Linked DNA regions of Oncorhynchus mykiss: region 1 is linked to region 2. Evidence: chromatin contacts called from public Hi-C data. All regions are on one chromosome and are shown on one strand. The core of a region is the stretch at or near the end of the contact, and the rest is flanking DNA. Distances in the headings are between cores, read along the strand shown. Region 1 holds the start of LOC110522834 (erbin). Region 2 holds the start of srek1 (splicing regulatory glutamine/lysine-rich protein 1).

The links. Hi-C and Micro-C count contacts between places; a contact is called where the count stands out from the background.
Region 1: a contact with region 2 is called in a Hi-C map of liver, with 2.4 times the contacts expected there. A contact is called at or near these places in 2 of 3 Hi-C or Micro-C datasets (blood and liver).

What each region holds. Positions count from the first base shown.
Region 1 is chr5:24,617,735-24,620,434 of USDA_OmykA_1.1, forward strand. LOC110522834 (erbin) reads right to left here and starts at 1,375. Exons shown (of 25, transcript XM_036977111.1): 1 at 773-1,375. The coding sequence starts at 775.
Region 2 is chr5:24,486,108-24,488,831 of USDA_OmykA_1.1, forward strand. It overlaps srek1 (splicing regulatory glutamine/lysine-rich protein 1), which reads right to left and starts at 1,368. Exons shown (of 14, transcript XM_021602210.2): 1 at 1,108-1,368; 2 at 775-908.

The DNA of each region.
Region 1 (2,700 bases), core at 125-2,624, 130 kb after region 2:
GTTCTAATCATTCTAGCTAGGTAGCTATAGTGAGAATGCCATTAGATACGTTCTTATCACCTTCAGATACATCCGTCGCGAGATTAGCCTCACTGTCTCGGGTCAATAACACAGGATCAAAGCCAACTGATTGAAGTTAGCTAGTTTTGATACTAGATAACTTTTACCTTTGTTAATAAGATTAGCTAATTAAATGAAAATGCCGAGTACAGCAGGACATCGGTCCTCGAATACGAACTGAAGGTGTGCGACACAGGAAGCGATGAACAACAACATATTTCCGCATTATACTGATTGTTTAGAGGCACGAGTCCTGTTTATTGACAATGTCAAGATAATTAATTGGGCTGTAGGTTGGTAGCCTTCTAGCTAGGTATTAAAGTACCTAATGTCAGATAGCTTAACGTTAACGGAAAGTAAACAGTAGCTACATTAACGTTAATGGCATTCCAGTGTAAGAAAACAAAACAAGTAAACGAGTCACGTAAATTGCCAGATTGTGATATTGCCACTTGTAAAACCAAACTATCTAGTTTGCTTCACCACAATAACCAACCAACGAAACTGCATTAATAATTATTAGTTAGCCAACTCCATTCGTGAGGAAATCCACCTGTAAAGAGTGCAAGCTAGCCCCCCCCCCCCCCCCCCCCCCCCCCGGCTAGCGACGCGACTGGATAACTAGCTAACGCGTTTGTTCATGACCACACACACTAGCCAACTGCTACCCATATAGCTACAGTGATAACGAGTGTCGTTAGACTTCACTTACCATACAACGGTGTCGATTTAGTTTCTCATTTGATATATAGTCCGAAAATTGTTAAATCCACCAACGTTTTAAACTGTATAAATTCGCTGGCCGACAAGGTTTGTTTCTTCCAAGCATCCACTTAAATTACACCTAGCTAGCTAGCTGGCTAGCTAATCAGTCAGACGCATTCTTTCGCGAGACCAATCCCCTCAAAAGTTCTTTACTGTTCAGAGTTTGCGTCTCGCTGAAAAAGTGTCCAGTCAGACAATACATAAACAAAAAGCGATTACTAAAATAAACGGTGGAAATAGTTAAAAATAATAATTGTATTTGGGTAAATTTTTAAAAACGAACATTAAAACTAAAAAGGAATCCAAAATGTCCACAACAGCCAAGGAAATACAGAAGGCAAAAGAAAAAAAAATCCGCCAAAGCAGAATCCTTTCTTCAGAAGAACGCCGCACCCAAATGTTTTCAGTCCTAATCTCTTGTTATTTTTGTCATTCAAAAATGTATGCATACATCTCGTTTGTAGCAAGAACACTGAGTTGGCCAGTCTACGGAGCCAACACCAGTGTATGCGGCTGTATCGTTGGCCCAGTACGGCGACAACCTTGCATCTGAGTGCACTTACCTGATAGGCATGTTAATATAACCAATGAAAATTGTGTTTGTCGTTTGTAAATGATGTTCACCAATACGGTTTGTGGAGAGGTAGGACATATTTTAGTTGATTATTTGCTGCTATATTGATACTCACAATTATTTTGAAGGTTATTTTAACAACAGAAAATAATGTACATTTGGTATTGTGTGAACAAGACTTGTTTTAGCTCCAGTGACATTCACTCACAGTGGAATAATCTCTATTGGGCACCCTCTCGCCTAGCCTCCTTCTCAAACCCCATTGGAGGAGAAGATCAGAGGGGCGGGACCTCTGTCTCTCTCATCCAATGGGTTATGAGAAGTAGGCGCTGAGAGGACACGATACAATTTCAATTGAGATTATCCCAGAGTAAAGTGATGGTGGTGATGGAATGTCACAATAATGATAATAATAATAATAATAATTTGACGCATGATCTTGATTTTCCTCCTTTCCTTGACGTAATCACTGATAACATTTCAATAGATTAAAGTAATGATACACTGCCTAGCTTTCATCATCCTTTATAGGGTCACATCAGTGATAGCTTCAAGAGAGGAAGGAGGGAATGATGTAAGGAAATGGAAAAGGATCTTGGGCTGCTTTCTGATATTTTTTTCCACTAATTGGCCTTTTGACCAATTTCATTAATAGACCAATTAGTGAAAAATTATCAGAATCGGGCTGCCTGTCTGAACACAGCCATATTGGAACAGGGCCTTGTGAATCAATTATAATCTCCTCTTGTAGGGAAAATGTCACCCATGTAAAGGTGTCCCGCCTGTGAAGATGAATTGGGGAATAAGGGTTGTTGTGACATGACATAAAATTCTGAGGCTGACACGTCTATACACCAAATGTTGTCTACTAGACATAGTGCCTAAGAAGGACTGGGATCATCCTAAACATTTGGTTAAATAAATTACTCCCAAATACAACAGAGCGACTGAAGACCACCAATGTAGTGCTACAAGTGCAATAGCATATACTGAATTTTAACAAATATTAACAGCATTTGAAATAGTATGATTTCTACATCACCTCCTGGGCAAATTACATTACAAGAGAGGATTCTGTCACGATGTTCCAGTCTAGCCTAGCCTAGTGGAAACCAATTTCCAAGACCCAGATTACATTTACCTCTGGACTGAAAAGCATGCCCAATTGAGAATCTCAATTGAAGTGCTTTTTGGTCGAGGAATAGACTTAATCTGGGTCTGGACCCTGGAAACTGGCCTATTAAATGGTCAGTGTAATGTGTATGATGTTTTGTCTCCCTCTTGTGGACACACAAATAACA
Region 2 (2,724 bases), core at 118-2,617:
ATCGGTTAGATAAGGTGAGACCACTTTTTTCTCTTTTTTTTTGAGAAGCTATACGCTAAATAATGGAACAAGAAGGTTCTAGAAGACAGGGAGATTAAGCAAAAAAAAAAAAAAAAAAAAAAAAAATGAAACAAAATAAAGAGAGAAAAGAAGTAGTTAATTATTTATTATGTTATTCTACCATCCTTGAAATCACCTCCATATCACTATGCATTATACCCATAACAATCACGTCAACCTTTGTCAAGAACATCAGAATCCGAGTCAAGTGTTATTTCGCAAGAATGTGGATGATGTATTGCCAGACCAGCATAAACTGTCATTGAATACAGTGAGGTGGTACTAGTCTATGATGTTACTCTAAGTGTCTACTCCTGCTACTACAATGTGCCTTCCATGGTCCGTGCAAATGATCATGTTATTTTCATATTGTGTATAGCCCCATGACAAAACACACTGCTTATATCTAGCTAGTTGTGACAGGTGCTTAGGATAAATTGAGTGCTCATTGTGGATTAGGCCATCTTGGATCTGGGATACAGTGCAAGTGTGAAAGTGCATTTGTGTTCATGTGTATTCCTAATGGAAACCAACACAGCAAAACACTGGAAAGAAACACTTGCATGTACCTGCTATTTGAATGTAGGATACTAACGTTAGAATTTCAGCGGTTTCACGAACCAATAGACAACACAATTTCACAGGAAGTGTGTTGACTACACAAAACACTCATTATGTCAACATCATCACTTGAATGAGTTTGAGCATACTCACCTTCTGCACATGGGACTACGATCAAAGCTCTGTCAATAAATACAGTGTTGGTTAAATGTTGCGCCACGCCAACACTGGAAGGCTCTCGATACTTTATGTAACATACTTTGGACGAGAAGGGGAGTGGTGCATTGCTGTAAGAGAACACAGACATATATTAGAAATTACATGGATGTTGAATGAACACAGTTTACAAGTCAACGTTAGCTATACATGCCTATCTATCTACATTAAGTAAACTCCGGTAGCTAGCTGCACCAATGGTAAACGTGCGGAGTAGGCCCTTGATCCTGGGTGTTTCTTTATTAGGCATGCCGAATTGATAGCGCTTACTCCGGGGGGTAAAGACGTAACTCCTCGACGTCCCCAAGAAAGCCGAAGAGAGTGCGCATCTGCTCACTACTCACGGCAGACGACAGATTGGTGATTTGAATGACAGCGGTGCCTGGAATTCCACTCATTTTTCGAAATGCTTCCTCTTGAAAATGTACAGGAAATCGTATTTTACGACTATCCGAACGTTAATTCTAGAAAACGGTTACAGGGGCAGCAAAGACAGTACCACAGACAGAACAGTGAACCAGACGTTTCACCGGATGTATAAATCTGAAGCATCCGGTTGGCGTGTCCCACTCACAACCAAATATGGTGGTAAGGGGAAGCGGCGGCTGTGAGAGAAGATGGAGCGAGAAGGATTTTGGACGATAGTCTGCTAATTTTCTCATCCGTGAAACATTTGAGTTTAATACTGTTAAGAAAACTACAATCTGTTACGAAGTGGATTACGTTTTGTAGACTTTACCCTTTGCGGGTAAAGTTTCCCCCCAAAATGGCGTTGTTTAAAATGAGTGCAAGGGCCAAATTAGCAATTGCACACACGCACTTCACAGAGTAGGCGTTCCCTAACGGAAATATGCAAACACATGTTAGAACGGGCCAATATAATCTCCCTAGCTCGTGCTTGGTTCTGCCCACTTCCTTGTTTGTTCGGCCCACTGTGATTAATTTGCTCCCATTGGAATCGACATGCTATGGTCAATCTTGGGTTAGTTTAGCAAATCTTTGACAGTAATGCTGAAAGATCTTGACGTCTCCACCGATTGCTGTGCGAACAGCGCCTTCATGTGTCAAGGATGTCTCACATCAAGGGTCTTTCTTCAATTAGATTTCATTACCAGACTGCGTCCTCTCTCCTCTTGAAAAAAGCCACAGTTAATCGAGGAGAGTGGACGTGGATGGAAATGCTTTTGCTTGAAATGAGCCGGTCCTTCTCTGCTCGGAGCATCATTAGGCAAATTAAGATAACAGGGAGGAGCATCCCAAAATAAATGTGTAAAGTCCAAAAAAATTGTTGTGCAAAACATTTTATAGATAAAACAATAAGTAGAATATTGTTTTTAAAAGTGTTTTTCTCTGATGAAACAAAAGCTGATTCAAAGGGGGTGTGGAAAATTTAAAAATGATTCTGCAGTAGAATACACATGAGTATCCTCGATAAAAGGTGGCTATCGAGGAGGGGAGAACACTTCCGTTTGCCTACTAACAAACTAACACACTCCTCGGACACTTATTGGTTTCGGGTCATGGAGAAGAGAGGACGGAGGAGAGAGGATAGACTTCTGCCTAATGAGAAAACCCAGAAGGAAAACTTTATAATTACTAAATAAAATCTACATTGGAGACGTTTCCATGGCAAAACAAAAAATGGGTCGCCAAGGTGGAACCAAAATATTATTCATCTGGAAGAAGCAGGAGCTGTGCACCCTTTCTTACTTAATGGCACAGTGCACTTGCTGAAACTAAGGGGTTTTCTTGTTTGGGCAAACGACCATCCTCCGTCGTATATCCTCCGTGAGCCAGAAATCAATAAGTGGTCGAGGAGTGTGTCATTTCGTTAGTAAGCAAACAGGAAGGGGGCTGGAAGGGGTTAGCTTCATGTCAATACAGCAA